Linked DNA regions of Hordeum vulgare: regions 1, 2 and 4 are each linked to region 3. The links are chromatin contacts, called in public Hi-C maps. All regions are on one chromosome and are shown on one strand. Each heading gives the region's core, a stretch centred on a gene start, on an enhancer-like site or on the middle of the called end of the contact. The rest is flanking DNA. Distances are from core to core; before and after follow the strand shown.

The links. Hi-C and Micro-C count contacts between places; a contact is called where the count stands out from the background.
Region 1: a Hi-C map of leaf shows a contact between it and region 3, with 10 times the contacts expected there. The contact joins the promoter of LOC123448845 here to the promoter of LOC123448844 in region 3. A contact is called at or near these places in 4 of 6 Hi-C or Micro-C datasets (leaf and seedling) and 1 of 1 datasets of contacts at active chromatin or transcription factors (embryo).
Region 2: a contact with region 3 is called in a Hi-C map of leaf, with 4 times the contacts expected there. The contact joins the promoter of LOC123448841 here to the promoter of LOC123448844 in region 3. A contact is called at or near these places in 4 of 6 Hi-C or Micro-C datasets (leaf and seedling).
Region 4: a Hi-C map of leaf shows a contact between it and region 3, with 4 times the contacts expected there. The contact joins the enhancer-like site here to the promoter of LOC123448844 in region 3. A contact is called at or near these places in 2 of 6 Hi-C or Micro-C datasets (both in leaf) and 1 of 1 datasets of contacts at active chromatin or transcription factors (embryo).

What each region holds. Positions count from the first base shown.
Region 1 is chr4H:434,647,084-434,651,049 of MorexV3_pseudomolecules_assembly, reverse strand. It overlaps LOC123448845 (myb-related protein P-like), which reads right to left and starts at 2,451. Exons shown (of 3, transcript XM_045125868.1): 1 at 2,008-2,451; 2 at 1,684-1,813. The coding sequence starts at 2,140.
Region 2 is chr4H:432,762,269-432,766,665 of MorexV3_pseudomolecules_assembly, reverse strand. LOC123448841 reads right to left here and starts at 2,988. Exons shown (of 7, transcript XM_045125864.1): 1 at 2,825-2,988; 2 at 2,602-2,668; 3 at 855-911; 4 at 635-682; 5 at 406-462; 6 at 256-317; 7 at 1-166. The coding sequence starts at 2,979. The coding sequence ends at 264.
Region 3 is chr4H:433,746,763-433,750,930 of MorexV3_pseudomolecules_assembly, reverse strand. LOC123448844 (protein SHORT ROOT IN SALT MEDIUM 1-like) reads left to right here and starts at 2,546. Exons shown (of 22, transcript XM_045125867.1): 1 at 2,546-2,736; 2 at 2,897-3,073; 3 at 3,188-3,322. The coding sequence starts at 2,999.
Region 4 is chr4H:434,543,533-434,548,054 of MorexV3_pseudomolecules_assembly, reverse strand. No RefSeq gene overlaps it. Among protein-coding and RNA genes, the nearest start is that of LOC123448845, 100 kb to the left of the region's middle. Within about 2 kb of position 1,449, at least 3 of the 3 cell types and tissues checked have open chromatin away from gene starts, as enhancers often do. A contact at or near this core is called in leaf, where this site is marked.

The sequences.
Region 1 (3,966 bases), core at 1,202-3,701, 900 kb before region 3:
TCTTAAATATGCTATTCTGGACACACACACAAAAAACACACACAAAAAAGACACAATCATGTGGTTCAATATGTTCCTCATAACATTATTTAAATTTATAGGTACAAATTGTCAGAAAAGAATGGAAATGTTTGCACGACAAATCTGATGGTACTATTTGGAACGAGGTAATATTGTTGCAATATTTACATGAGAATATTTTTTGTTGTGTTGCAATAAATTTTTTTTACTTTTTACTAATAATATATACTCCCTTCATTTTTGTTTACTTCACATATTAACTTTGTTTCGAGTCAAACATTGACCAAGTTTATGTAACAAATTATTAACATCCACATACCAATCATTACTATTACAATCATCATTCAATATACTTTTATATCACATATATTTGTTAGGAGTATTGTAAAAGTTTAAATTGTTACCTATAAACTTGATCAAACTTTATAAAGTTTAATTTAGTACAAACTAATATGCAGAATAAATAAAAACAATGGCAGTATTTTCTAATTGACCCCGCAAAAAACATATTTTTTAATGAATACACATATGTTGAAAATCCCACTGATTGGACCTAGGTGGAGAGACAGAAAGGGGATTGGACCTAGGTGTTGAAAATCCCACTGGCTAGCTGCTAGCGGTAGCTATCTTGTGCGTTATATATGCGTTTCAACACGGGAAAGCATACATCACTGATCACGTCCCGTGCAGGTGTTTTTTTCTAGACAGAAAGGGAAAGAAATAGTTTTTTTTTACGTACTATAGGCAAGCAAGTTTGTGTTGGAGTTAAAGGGACTACGTGCGGGCACTGAAGACACAAATATGTAGTCAAGCATTGACAGACCATGCATCCGCCTACGTGTATCTCTCCACGCTCTACAAATTACCGAGCTTGGCTACCTTTCTTGACAGAGAGGGCCGGGCTGGCCATGCAGGACGCGCGTGTGTTGCCTAGAGGCTAGAAGGTTTCGTGCATTTATGGCGATAGAGAGGAGCGATCAGACTGCAGACGCGCCATGCCCTTCCGCCATAGGTTTGGACGCAACTAGCGACGAACACACTATAGCTAAAAAGTGACCTGACAGAAAAGACAGCATTATATTAATTATGCACAGTAGAAAAAGCACATGAAACGACGACGGACGAGAAAACGAAGTGACGCATGTGTTAATTCTCAGTCATGAGACGAGCAGTACAGCATGATTTATGTATAGTAGCGTATTAGACGTGATGCCTCAACTCTCAACACGAACTGTCGGACGTTGTAGTACAAGTTTATGTACAGTAGCATACTGGATGTGATATCTGAACTCTCGACCTAAACAGTCGGATGTCGTCTAATTTTGTGGTACACGCATACGGCCTACAGAGCTCTTTTACTAATCATATTCCATCGGAGCATTTTCACGGTTGCCAGTTTCTGACCGCAGGTGACAAAGTCATGTGCTGCCAGAAACAGTAGTCAATGCACTAGCACTATTTTTACTTACCTCTTTTGGACTGATCCATGATCCATGTGGTTGTGAGCCTGTGACTCTCATTTTTTATTTTTTTTAAAAAGGCTCGCCTGCCGATAGATGCATGCGGTATGGAACTTTTATTACTCATTAATTATGTGTATAGCGAGTTACTACCTGTTAAAATTAAAGGTAAACGAAATTAGGAGCATCCACAGACTCGTACCTGTTGCCAAGGGTGGCATGAAGTTTGACGATGAGGTCGTCCTCCTCCTTGGAGATGTTGCCCCTCCTCACCCCGTCTCTCAGGTAGTTGATCCACCGCAGCCTGCAGCTCTTGCCACACCTCAGTAGCCCTGTATACAATGGGAGCAGGAACAGATTAACATACATGCATGCATGGTAGTGATGAAATTCCTAGTTAATATGTGCTATAAGTTTCAGCTAATCAAGTATATAGTACCTGCTGCTGCAGGCAAAGAAGTAGCTAAACTAGTCATGAATGATGCTCTAGCTCGCACATGCATGGGCTTATGCCATAAGTATTTACCTGCATTCTTGGGTAGAGACCTCCATGAGCCCTCGCCGTGCTGGGCAATGTAGTTTGCGAGTATGTCGTCCTCCTCCGCCGTCCACCTTCCCCGCTTCAGCCCCACCTTCTCGCAGCACGGCGCCCTCCCCATCCCCTTGTATACGACGAGCCTCCCTATATATCTCCCAACACACGAGCAAACCGCCCGTTGTCGCCGGCCGAGGCTAGCTAGCTAGATACTATAGCAGGTCGAGCGCGGTGGGTGTAGACGTGTAGTCGATCCGCGCTCGCGTCCAAAAGGAGTTAGTGTGAGAGATCAAGGGGATGGGCGATGATCTTCCTTTGGCGGCCCTGATCTATAGCTAGGGAGGTGATCGAGCTAGCTTCGGCCACGCAGGCGGCAAGGCAAGGCGCCATAATATAGCACCGCGAGGCGTCGGCCCGGGCCGGGGAGACGGTGTTACTGGTACGTAGGATCGGGAATTAAACTTTGCCCCGAGTAGGGGCCTGAGCGGCCGTGTGGCTGGAGGCAGGGGTACGTGGGCGCCCCGGGACCTTTGGGCGTCGTGGCGCAAGGCCTCACCATCGTCCTCTTCGCGGCCTCTCCAGCGACCACGTTGTCCGCGCACATGGATCGTTATACACACCGGCCCCCGTGTACTGTGTATTTACTCGAGGATCTTCGGAAAGCGAAATACTAGTATCTGTTTACCATCAGATCAGGCTGCCCCGAGTACGTAGATATACAATTTCGTATACTAGCTACTGTATATCCCGGAACTGCATGGAGAAGATATATAAACAAGGCTTCCGATGTATATGCTTCAAGGTTCATCTCTTCCTAGCTAGCTCGTAATCTTCTCCGCCCGAGCTTCTACTTACATGCTCCCTACCCTAGATATGCTTCATCTCTTCATGTTGGTCGTCTGGTATGGTTTTCCGATCCACGAATGACTTTGTATCTCTATAAACATTACAGTATTTTTTTGGTTAATAAAGCGAGTATCACCATGCATGCATGCCAAATGGCAAAGCGATGCAGATGAAACTGGAGTACGTATTGAAAAAATGATTCCATACATTGATTCGGAAGATATCTCCTAGTGTTCACGTTTGCTGTACGAAGCATGAGATCCGGAATACATCGACCAAATCCGATGCAACACAAGACGATTCACACATCAACCAAATCTGATGCAACACAAGACGATACGCACATCGACCAAACCTGATGCAACACAACATGACGCGCACGCGCGCACCTAACACGCGTAGTACTTTTCCTCGCAAAAAGGAAAACACGGGCAGTATAACCAGTGTGTTCCCATTACGCATGCTACAAGCTAGCTGCGCTATGACGACGACTGTGATTTGTCACGCAACGTGAGCTGCGCTGTTCGTGTCTGTCCTGTGTACTCGCGGGGAAGAAAAAACGGGCCGGGCGACCTGTTCGGCCTTGGGCGAGTAATCCTGAAGATTTCCGCGTGTGCCTCGATCGACGACGCTGTGTTCCGACCGAGCCTTCCCTTTCGGTCTCTGCGGCTGTTGATCTCTAGTAGCTCGATCGAGGTGGGCAAATCGATCGATCGGGGCCGGCGCTCGGTGTCCTTCCCGGTCCAGCGTATCGATCGGTCCCTCCGTATCATGCCTCGCTGTGACGTTTGCATTAGTGCGTATAATGCCTCGAAAGTGACATGAGGTATATACCTTCGAGACGGGCCTGCACACCTAGATTCATCATGGTCGACGGAAATTCGCGTGGACACGCAGGTGCGGAGACATGCAGCTCTACATCCTCCCATGACCGTTGATGTGTGCCGTGATTCAAAAACTTGTTTGGGTTGAAATTGCCTGAAAAGAGAGGAAAATTCAGTATCCGGTGTGTACTACTTTCATTCCATAATATAACACTCCCTCCGTCCGGAAATACTTGTCCTAAAAATATATAAAATAGATGTATCTATAACTAAAATAAGT
Region 2 (4,397 bases), core at 1,739-4,238, 980 kb after region 3:
TGATAACGACGGTTAATGACTTGTGACAGACATAGAGGCAGCAAGTGCCATGCCAATTCGCATGCAAAGATGTTTGCCACGAACTTAGGACCAGCTAAACAACATTAATCCGAGCTCACTCATCCTCCTCCCTACGTGCTCTTCACCTGCTGCTGCAATGTGACCCCTGCAACGCATCACAAAGAGGCAACAACTGTCACGTACGTGAATCGGCCATCAGCAAAACCGTCCGAGTTTGAAGCTTCTTCCTGTTACCTTATGTCTCAGCCAGACGCACAGGTGGGCTTGCGAGGGGGGAGCTGGTGGTGAGGAGTTCTCTGAAGAAACGAAGCAAGCAGAAAAACTAGCGTCAGTTTCATTTTTCTCTAGACCTGACTGACAGTATCGTTCAACTGTTGTACTGACCTTCAGCTTGGGCTTCAGTGATTCGACCGCAGCGCTTGAGCTGCTGTTTGCAGATTGCTGGAGAAAATGGTATGAGATCGATTAAGCATGAATAGTCAGATACAGTTCTGAATGAAGATATGTCATGGCTTTGGCTGAACAAATGTCTGAGGGTTGCTCAAAAAAAGAAAAAGAAAAAACAAGTAGTAACTGAGAACTTGTTGTGTTGTGTTGTGTTGTGCTGTCTGACCTTGCCGAGGACCCAATCTGCAGAATCGAAGTAGGCACGCTCATGGTCCTGCATTAGCACACAGTGATGATGCAACTAAATCAAGGAAGGGAAAGGGCCAGATGCGTTCTTTTAGAGATATTTCAGGCTTGACAGTGCCTATTTTTGCTCAGTGCCGATGCCGAGTAGAACACTAGCATTGCGTTGATATGAGAGCGCCATGAGAAAATTAATCGCATACCTTTGATATGAGAGGCTTCTTGGGCGCAATCCCGCCAAACTTCCTCTCCATGCTTGCCTGAAGAACAGGACACCACACTGTATGAGAGAAAAACAAATATCCCAGAGCAGAGACACAGGGCCGAAAGCTACGGGATCAGGTTCCAAGGTTCCGCGACACACTCGACTTCCCTGGACGGACGGAAGAAAGATGCATGCATGCATGCTCAGGGTCCAGGCACAGACAGACAACTATCCCGACCGACACGACGGCGTGCATGATGCACGCACCGAGCCATGTCCCCGGCCGGCATCGGTCGGCACGGCTGCCTTTCTTCCGATCGCCGAAACCGACGGCCGGCCGAAAGATTTTGGCCAAAAGCGGCAGCGTTCACGAACCCACTTTTCGCGGCCACGGGACAGGTCAGGAGGGCGCCAAACCAACAACAAGATCGTGGTGATCGACGTGGTTACCTCCGGTCCACGAGAAGGCACTGAAAACATGTGAGCGATCTAGCGATGGCGATCCCCTAACAAAGCCCACGAGAGCGACAGGCTCCGTCCGTCCGATCGATCCAGACCAGAGGGCTCGTTTCGTTGCCGCCGTCGTGTCGACTTCTTGGCGTCGTGGTGATTGGTGAACTGTTGATATGGGAAGGAAGGTACCACACCACAGGTGTTTGTTCGTTCGTAGTACTACTCCTGCGTAGCTGGCCGATGCAGCTGCAGAGATGACGCAGGCCAGGTGAGAGATTCTTGCTTGGGCAGGGCCAGTGTGGCGGTCAGTGAAAGTGTGACAGCAGCGGCGTGCGCGGACAAGCGGCAGCCCGTCAGCCATCATGGACGCATACACGCATCATCTTTGTTCCCTTCACAGCCTTTTTGATCGGTCAATAGATTCTCGAATCGCACGCATGATTGATCCTTCATTAGTTCCTTCTTGGTACTGAAGTACGTTGTTAGCAAATGCTGGTGCGCGCGGTGTCAGTAGGAGCAATCTGCAATGGTTGCACGTAACCTATAGCGGTGCGTACTTGAAGTAACAAATGGTGCAGAATCTTTAATAGATTAGGACATTGCAGGTTTGCGAAGTAGGTGTCGAGGATAAGAGCGTCTTCATCAAGGACCGAGTTAGGTAATGCTCTCTAGGAACTTCCTCTGAATGGTTAAAACCGCAGTCTTGCGGGTTAAAACCGCTTCTAGTAGCACTCAAGTTCCAAATTAAGAAGCACCCAAATACCAACTTTTAGCATCAGAAAACTGACAAAGTTAGCCATTTTGTTTAGTGGCTAGCAGAGCACTACAACCAATCAAACAGGCTCCTAAGAATTCCTCTTCTATGCCCGCTGATTCTTATGCTACACGCGATCGACACGCTTGAACAGAGATAACTGACGGGCTTGCTCTGCATATTTATGTCAGAGTAGGGTGGACAGGGACAGGGCACAGGATTATGCTCACCGAGAACAGCTTCCTAACCTAAGCAAGCCCTGTTTTCCAAGTTGGGTTGGTTAAGACTCCCAAGCTTTCTCCGTTATGCATCAATGGCGTTCATGTACAGCGAATATCTGAACGTATTACTCACTCCACCGATCTCTCTACCAAGTTACTAACTACAAGCCTCCCATAATTCACAAGGCTTGACCAAGGAAACCATTGCAATCGGAGACTACCGAAAGAAGAAGTTACAAATTGTAATCATCGACCGATCATGCATGACTGTTTTTTGCCGGCAAGCGATTCACACAGGCTATGGTATGGGAACTCACCTCTTCATCCATGGAAACCGATGATGTCTTGGCTTCACCGCAGCCTGCCATCTCCTCCGTCGCCGCTCTGCAAGAAACACACACACCCATTTGAAGATTCAGTGCTTTGCTACGGCCGAATAAACGGCAAGATGGCGAGAAGCTTTGGCGTGAAGATCGTTAGGAAAAATGTCCTGAAATAAAATCGGCAGGCGTGTTGGGTAGTTGAGAGGGGAGGAAAAACCTTGTGTAGCCTGTGTGGGTGGGAAGAAGACGAGGAGGAGGGGGAGGCAAGGAGAGAGAAGTCAAGTGTGAGCCAGAGAGGGGTGAGACGATATATATAGAGGTCGCACGCGTGAGAACCATAAAGACCTGGTGCACAACAGACATCACATACATGCCTACCGCATGTCGCTAAGGGCGCGTTTGGTTGGTTCCATCGTTTCACTTTGCATATTTAACCTACTAGAGCCTGGTTGAATATATGCAGACAAAAAATCATCATTTGCACGATTGATTGATTGACCACATATACTTTTCCTGTATCATAGCGATGCCTCTTTGCTCTATGTTTAGTTGCTCGTATTGTATGTCGTCACACGAGTGCATGTTGTTTGATTTCATACGAGCATACCGTTGTGCTTACCTTGTATCCCATTTGATGAGCTTACCCACTACGACAACAACTTACACACGATCACACTGAGCACACTAGCATCAAAACACTATAATGGTGATGAACTCGACGAAAATGATGAAGTTCTTCAGCCCAAACAGACGATCCATATTGGCAACCTCAACCTTGCTGCATCCCTCCTTCTAGCACATACTTGGAGTAAGCATCTTTTGCCTCCTGTCTAGTTTTAAACCCTCTGTGGCTTTTGGTTGTTGTACCTTGAAACTTGTTTGTCGCAACCTTTCCATGAACTATAAGCCCCTAGAACCCTCCCTTCGAATACGATATACCACTTGTCCTAGCAGTGCAAATGAGCAATATTTTGAAGCAACAAGCAATGAAGTACTCTAGAATCAAGCAATGAAGCAACAAACACATAAGCAATGGAGCACTCTTGGGAGCAAGCAATGAAGCAACAAGCACATAAGCAATGGAGCATAAGAGCATTAGTAAGCATGCATGATCATACCACATACCAAGTTCAACCTACCACTACGTCGGTGTCATCCTACCACCGCATTCAAAAGAGGGTGTAATCCCACCATCGCAAGGTGGTGATCACCGTACGGATCACTGTGAGGGGTCAGTATATACCATCTCATCAAAAATATATAGACCATGAGATTGTTCCAAATACCTGACCACACAAAATAGACGTCGTCATCGTCATCGTGGAGGATCATGCACGTCGTCGCCACCAGCAGAAACGACACTAGTAGTAGTGCTTACCCACTCATGTCCTCAGTCAACACCCCGTGAGCCTCTCCCATGGCAACAAACCCAACACACTCGGCTTTGTTGTCAAGCAGGTGGTTGAGAGCCACCATGAGAGCCTCTGGGCTAAAGCCGATCTGGTCCATCACGGTGCCGTAGATCTCAAGGTGGATGTTGACCATCTTGCTCTCCATGATGGTGATGACCACTTCCTTCACAGCGTGAGTCATGCTTCTGAAGACGGTTAGCTCCTCCTCCATGAAGCATGCCTGCTTCCTCTTCCTATAAAGCATAGGAACGTGCTGACCTTCCTTCTCAGGAGCAGCAATGTTGATGGTGTATGACTCCTGGGTGTCTGGATACTCGGGCATCGGGGGCATCAGCGGCATCGACGAGCCCAACAGCTGACCAGAGCCCATGGCATGCT
Region 3 (4,168 bases), core at 1,297-3,796:
ATGACCGAGGAAACTATGAATACCTCTGATGTCTTTTGGATAAGGCATTCTCTCGATTGCTTCAACCTTTGCCATGTCCACCTCGATTCCTTTTTTAGAAATCTTGTGGCCAAGAACAATTCCGTCATTGACCATGAAGTGGCACTTCTCCCAGTTGAGTACCAAGTTCGTCTCCTCACATCTCTGCAAAACTTTATTAAGGTTGTGGAGACAATGGTCAAAAGAGGTTCCATAGACGGAGAAATCGTCCATGAAGACCTTCACAATTTCCTCACAAAAACCATGAAAGATAGCGGACATACACCTTTGAAAAGTAGCAGGAGCATTGCATAAACCAAAAGGCATACGTCTATAAGCATAAGTACCAAAGGGACAAGTAAAAGTGGTCTTCTCTTGATCGGCAGTATTAACATGAATTTGAGCGAAGCCAGAGTACCCATCAAGATAGCAAAAGTGAGTGTTTTTGGATAACCTTTCAAGCATTTGGTCGATGAGCGGCAGCGGGTAGTGGTCCTTCCTGGTTGCCTTGTTCAGCTTCTTGTAATCAATACACATTCTATATACAATAACAATTATTTGAGGTATTAGTTCATTCTTATCGTTAGGAACCACAGTCGTACCTCCTTTATTGGGAACACAATGTACTGGACATACCCACTTACTATCAGTTATAGGGTAGATAATACGTGCGGCTAGAAGCTTGAAGATTTCGGTCCTCACAACATCCTCCATCTTCGGGTTTAACCGTCGTTGATGATCAACAACCGGTTTAGCATCAGGCTCAAGATTGATAGTATGCTGACAAATAGATGGACTAATCCCCTTAAGATCATCAAGGGTATAACCAATAGCGCCTCGGTGTTTACGAAGGACTTCCAATAATCGCTCTTCTTCATATCCTGAAAGGTTATTGATCATAACAGTATATACTTTCTTTTCATCTAAATACGCATACTTAAGCGTACTGGGAAGAGGTTTAAGATCAAACACCGGGTCTTCTTTTGGTTTCGATAAAATCCCCAAAGGCTCAACCAGAAGGTTGTGCTTCAGGATAGCAGGTTGTCTCAAGAATATGTCATCTAGCTCATTCATTTCCTCCATATGCATATCATTCTCGTGGTTTTCCATAAATTGCTGCAAAGGATCATTTGGAGGAATAGCAATAGAAGCAATCTCTTCAATAATTTTATCATTACTAAGTAGATCAATACCACGAGTTTGCTTCGAGAATTTAGAAAAGTAAAATTCATATGGCTCACCATTAAATTCAACAGATACTTTTCCTTTCCTCCAATCTATAATAGCTCCACAAGTTTTGAGAAAAGGCCTACCAAAGATAATAGGGCAAAAACTATCTTGTACTGAACCAAGTACTAGAAAGTCGATAGGATACTTTACCTTTCCACATAGAACTTCAACATCTCATACAATTCCAATAGGAGAGATAGTTTCTTTGTTTGCGAGATGAATAGTAACATCAACTTCTTCAATTTCACATGGTAGAATCTCATTCATAATCTCTTGATAAAGTGAAAAAAGGAATAGCACTAGCACTGAATCCCAAATCACATAGCCCATAACAATTATGATCTCCTATTTTAATAGATAAAACTGGAGTACCTGAAATTGGGTCTTTATTCTTGGCTGCAATAAGGTTAGTGGAAACAACACAAAAATTTATATTGGAATCCTCAACAATACAACATAAGCAAGGCAATAAAATGCCTATATATTGTACAAATTCAAAGGCATCTCATAAATCATCAAGTTCAGCCGTAAAGCAACCCACAACATTGAAGGGGGGAATTTAATTTACGCCATGTCTAACATCTCTTGATAACTACAACATCGCTCTGCTTTGAAGGCGTCTTGACAAACTTTGTAGAAGAAGCGACTTGGCTGGATGGGAGTCTTACTTGTATCAACCGGTGTGGAACTGTTCCAGATGATAATATGATTGTCTATATTCTTGTTATCCGCCTTGATGAACGCTAGAATCATCTAAGCTTCCTCGTGTGCATACCAATCGTTGCTACTAAACTATTTCATTAGGAACCTGGTTGAACTTGATGGGATGTCAAAGAAGCCATCCTAATGGTTTTATTCAAAAAAGGCCATCCTAAGGGACAATACCTCCTCCATATCCATAGATAAAAACCATTAGCATTTCTATTTGAGCCTCTATCAACATTGCCAACCTTCTCAACTAGAGAGAGCGACCGGGTGGCTTGACGACGTGATCCACGATGAGACATTCGACATATATAATGTTGTCAGTATAGTAATCAAACGACATGGAAAAAAGCTGATTGTTCTTCACAAATGAGTTCTGCAAGAATTTTCTGCGATCACTTCCAAGGGAGACCCATATTGATAAGTACTAATATTTTTAGGCTGTCCATATGAATCAGTAGGCTGCAAGGCCGTTGTTATACTCGGATGGGCCAAGTCTCGTTCCATGTCCAGCCCAAACTATCATCGGGCACTCAACGCGGCCCAACAGAATTCCTGCTAGGATATCTTTGGCAGTTACGCTGCGCTTGCACATCCTTCGTTCAGACCGATGTACAACTAGCCTGAACCCCAGTTTCCCAACCCCTTCTCTTCGTCCTCCACCGCCGCCGATCCCGCCGTTCACCACGGCGCCGCTGCCGACGTTGTCTTCTGCTGAGCCCAATCTCTTTCGAAGACTATCTCAGCATCCCAACGCATAGCCTCCTCGTCCACGCTCCACAGGTAAGCCCTAGAAGTCCATGGGTTTCACCTTTTCTGTATTTGTCAGCAACTAAATCGCCTGGTCCGTCCCGGTCATGCCCGCGTGCGTGGTTGTCCTGGATTGATTACTGATGAATTTTCCGCCGCATATGTAATTGATAGGATATATTTTTCCCTGCAGAAGCTTGTGTGCAGCTGCGCCGGCCGTCTGTGTTGGCTTGCTTCCGCGCGGTGTTTCGGTCGGGTCTTGTGATCCACAGGATCTGAGGCGGTCACATCTGCAATGTTTCCGAAGAAAGGGCCCAATCCCTACGGCCAGCCGCCGCAGTATGGTGCGCAGCAACCGTACGGCAAAATTGTAAGCCGCTCTGGAAAACTCATCTGATGCTTTGATCGGCAAACCCTATCTAATGTTGCAAGGTTCTGATATATGCGTGCAAACACTTGCGCCATTTTGGTTGGGTTTTGGCAGCCTGGTAGCGGTGGGTATGCGGCATCTACTGCTGCAGCTGGTGGCACTGATGGCCGTCAGTTTGGCGGCAATGCGGCACAGGGTGCTGTCGGGCAGTATGGAGGGCCTTACGCTGCGGTTTATGGCGCACAGAAGGTTAATTTGTGCTCCTTTTCAATTTGAATTCCGGATGCAATTAATTTTGTTTCCTAATGTTGCTTACTGCTCATTGATGTTACACATGTAATTGAATTGTGTGCGTTGTCGTTTGTCAGTTTCTGTTGTACTCGTGTATGCCAAAGGCATCTCCTTGAGTGAAGGCAAATAAGCAAGGTTATTAGATATCAATCCAATTGTATCTGAATATGATCCAGTACATGCTTTATAGGGAATTAATGGGTCCACATGCACATCTGTGATTAGCAAATCCTAGGTTGACCAATGTTAAAGCTAGTGCCCGGCATTATTGGTCTATAACTAAAACAAATGGGAGTATTTGAAGAATCAGCTTGTTTCTGAACCCGAAAAGATCCATTTATATTCCTTCTCTACTCTTTGCTTTATCTTTTATGCACAGAAATAATCCATGCATAATAAAAACAAATTATGTATTTCAAAGTCTACCATGCCTGCTTTGGAAATGGAAACAAGGTCTAAACATTTGCTTTCTATTAGAGTTAGTAGAGAATTTGCTGTACAATCCAGAAATTTAAAACAGCTCTATGGGATGATCTGAGCAATATAAAGATTGATTGTATACTTCCTCCAGTCCTGTAAAAGCTTTCCTTTTGAACAAGGTAAACTTTGGAAATTTTTGACTCCTAAGATCTGCCTACATAAGCTGTCGATCTTCCTCAGTCTGAAAGATAAGTCCCGTCATCACCTTTTTTATTTATTTAATGGAAGGTGTATAGTTTATATAAGTTATAAAGCAACAGCTCTTGCACAGTATCCCTTTGCCACCTTCCCTAATGTTCTAGCACTGAACTTGCATCATTTTAC
Region 4 (4,522 bases), core at 200-2,699, 800 kb before region 3:
AACTAAATAAAACGAAACATGTGATTCTACACGTCATTCTAGTCAATTTACATATATATAGATCACGTAAAACGGAGCTACGGTTTAAAAGATATGATCATCACAAGATAATATGACATGGATGTAAAATCTATGCAAATGACAGCCACAAATATATAAATTATGGATACAACAAGTTATTAAGAAACTACATGAAATTCCAGGCAAGTTTAAATGAGGCCAGAACAACGAATAACAATTCCGGAAAGTCCCATATGCAAATTAAGGTTCCGGTACTATTCTGCCTATTACACAATTTTATAGTTATTAAACAAAAAAATAAATGCTACCACGTCATTCTACATATTTTTCTAGTCAAGTTACATATATGGAACATTTTAATCGGAGCAATGATTAATTAGTTATGAATTAAACCGTTTTGACATGAAATTAAAGCAAATTACATGAAAACAGGTAGTTAAGTATTGTTAGCATGGTTAAAAGTAGAATATTGTGAAACTACACAAAATTCTAAACATTTTTATGTACAAAGTTTTTAAATCCGACGCACGGTTATTTTGCTACGGATTAAAAAATTTAATATGACATCATGCAAAACAAAGCAAACAACTCGTTTAAATATTTTTAACATGTGTGAAAGTTGCAAATTATTAATCTACACAAAAACTAAGCATCTTACATATATAAAGTTTTTACATGCGACCCACGGTTAATTAGTTATTGGCATTTTAAAATGATGCATTTTTTTAATTAAAATTGGTCATAATATATTAGGAGCTCATAATATTAAATTGGAAAAATCGTTCTATAGGAAAAACGTTAACTAGGACGAATCTATTAGGCTCATAATATTAAATACTGCCCACGGGGATCTGATAGCGGGGATGGGTCTGCTCACCTAGTGAGCTCTGGCCCAAGTCGGTGGAGAGGCTGATGCCGACTAGAGGTGCGGTGGGGAGCTCGGCCTCGAGGCCGATTCCGCGAGCTGGGCCAGCAACGGCGAGGCTGGACGAGGTGGCGGCCCTGCAGCGGTTGCTGCGGGCACGTTGTCCTCCTCGTGCGCCCGCACAAGGAGGGTTACAGGGGCGGCGACTGCACAGCGGTTGCCGGCAATGGCGGGGGCAACCAAGGGCGGCAAGGTCGGGGATCGAAGGATCTAGTCGTGGAGGTCCCGGCTCCAAACTTGGCGGTGGCTCTGATCGCCGGCGTTGGCAGATCGGATTGGGGAGACCGAGATGGGAGGCGTGCATGGCGGACACAGGGAGGAGCAACGACACGCGCGGCTGATCGCGGCTCGGACGGGGGCGCGCCGCGGTGGTCGGCTGAGGCGGCAAGGGGCGCGGCGGCACGCTCAGGTGGCCGGCCGGGCGGTGCTCCAGCAAGGGCCGTGGGAAAGAGAGGCAACACTGGCTGGAGGCAGGTGCTTGGGGCACTGGGGTCGCCCGGACATGTCCACGTCGGCCACGGACATGTCCGACGGGGCTGGAGGACGAATATGGACCCTCTAATTTCAGATCTGAGGGCTGAAATTGGAGAGGGAGTGGGGATCTTGGGATTGGAGGGATGTGGGGCTAGAAGTAAGGGTGTTTTAGGGGACGGCTGCAAATTTGGCTAGGGGAATCCTAGTTGAGTGAGAATCTCTCTTCACAAGGTGGATTTATATAGGGAATGGTTTATGTTGGAATGGACCTCGTCCGTCCGATCGCGATCCGACGACCATGAATGGAGGAACGGGCTAGGTGGGTCTAGTGGGTTGTGTAGATGGGCTAGGTGGGGATGAGAGAGAAGGTTGTGGCCCATGAAAGAGTTTTTATAAACCGAAAACGTCCAACAATTTGACGACTATAGTGTCGCTATACATTTAATGGTTCTCGTATCAAATTGACTCCTATTGCAACGAATTTGGTAGGCAGCCTACCTACATTAAAAGAAGACCACCTGGAAACTTTCAACCCAATCCGAAAAAAAATTATACACACTTTTAAAAAACAAAATATTATTGGTGCCACGGGCGCGCGTATGTGGTTGGTCTCAAATGGTCAACGACAAAAACGGAGAGGACCATCAACTAATAACGGATGCAAGTTTTGAAAAATGACGGTAATGGAATGACAGCGCTATGCGCATGATGCGAATGATGCGATGAAGACCGCGACAACCAAATAAATCACAAGGCAACAATGGAACGAAAGGGAATCTTCCAGAGCGTCGGTTCGGGCTGTTACATCAACATTGGCACTACATTTGCCTAATAATTAATAAAATTTCATAGGGATCCATCGACCTCCGTGGATAATTAATCAACCCCCGGGCCAGTGCTCCTCATGAGTGTTGGTCCAACCCAGAGCAGCTTATTAACGCTACCCGGGGCAACTCGGTGTTTTTGCATGGTAACAATCGCTCATTTGTTGTGACGTGAGAACGAGAAACGTTGATCCTCTGGGGATCGTCGGCACATCGGGCGACCTTGCTCGATCACCCCCTCTTATCCTTATACTCGTAAGTTAGACACTCAAGTAAATGCTTAGTTGCTTGTTGCAGCCTGACCAGTTAACCATACCTCACCCATTAAGCTTTGCTGGTCTTGATACCTTTGGAAATGAGATTGCTGAGTCCCTATGGCTCACAGATTAGTACAACAACAGTTGTAGGTATAGGTAAAGTGATACTTGACGTGAGCGCGATGATTGTTCTATTTGGAGTTTCTTCTTCTTCATGATCATCAATCTAGGATGGGTTCCAGGGCGGCAGCCTGGGATAGCAAGGATGGACGTTGTTTTATTCGTTTGATTTCATCTGTTGTCGTACCCTGCTCTTCTCGATGGTGATTGAATATATTGCTCTATTGAGATGTTCATGATTAGCTTGTGGTGAGTGTAAGCCAATTCCATATATTCATCTCTTTTTTACATGTACTTGTAATGATATCCATTCTTGCGGAACGACGAGAAGCGCTTCTATCCTGGCCGAGACCCTCATGCCAAAAAATAAGGATAGGATTGCATCTTCGGCGTTAGAGTACGCCATTTCTCTTCCTTCTCGCGCAGGACAAAGTCGGCGCCCTCCTGACGGCATCGCTGTCTCTACATCATGGTGACCTACAACAAAGGAGAGGATAGAAGGTGAAGGTGAGGTGAGGTGGGGTGGCAAAATCAAGGTAAGGAAGGAGGGAAGTACCTACCCAACCACGCAGGTGTCGAATGTGATACCCTCTAGCCTCATCGTCACTGGAAGTGGCAGATCCTAGCGAACATTAGGGACAATGCTTGATAACGTAGCTCGCCATGGGGCAGGATGGAGGGCTTGAGCCCCGAATCTGGTCAGAGGTGAGGAAGGAGCGGACCATGGGGAGCTTGGGGGCGTCATGCACGCCAACGAAGCTCACTAGAATGCATCGACATGGGTGGTATTAGCGGTGAGGGAGAGGGGTTCACGGGAGTGAGGGATTCGCGGGAGAGAGATGTGTGGTTCCGTACATGTGGTGGGTGGCTCATTTCCTTTTTCATTTTCCCTTCTCCTTTTCTTTAGATATATAGATGGATGTGAACCATGTCATCAATCCATGGCACTATTTACGTGTGGCGGGTGATGTCCGAGGCCCGCCATTAGTGGTTGAGTTACCACTGGCAGGCATGTACTCCCGACCGTCACTGATATTTTTGGGCAAATTTACTCCAGGACCAAAAATACCAATGGTTGGTATGTGTTGCTGCCCGCCATAGGTAACTCAAGTACGAGTGACGGCTGTTGTTTTGTGCCCGTCACCGATAAGAATTCTCCCGTGAAACATTTGGACACGTGTTACGAGTGACATGCGCAAACTCGCGCCCACCACTACTAAGCTAATAGCAATGATGGGATGGTTTTTCCGCCCACCACTCGTAAATTTGAAAATTGCTATCTTATGAGTCAACATGCATTAAAATGATTATGATGTGGTATGGTACTATGGTATTTTCCCTCTGAGTAACTCGAGGAGCTTGACTTGGCAGATTCAAAACGAATGCAACCTTCATGATATTTAAATTCAGAGTGTTCATATCCTACTCATGCTAATGTCCAATGCTAATTATTCGCAACGCAAGATTATGACCGTTTTCGCTCTTTAGTTGACCGCTTCTCAATCTATTGCTAGCCTTCACCTGTACTAAGCGGAAATACTGCTTGTGCAACAAAATTCCTAAACCCAAGTTGTTCCACATGAGTCCACCATACCTACCTATATGCGACATTACCCTGCCGTTCCAAGTAAATTTGCATGTGCCACCTCTAAACATTCAAATAAACATCCATTTTGTGTGCTTGTACCACTCAGGGAGCGATGGGGCGGTCGGTATCTTCCATGCTAAACAGGTTATTCTCAAGATGGGCATTTATTCGCGTGTCATTGCACGAGAGATGCTGGTAAAAAGGATGCCGAGTCCTGCATAATCAAAAATAATTAAATAAAACTCATGTGACAGATGATATGTTGGCAGACATCCATGGATTCGGTCAGCCATGGTTTGTGTATGGATGGTGG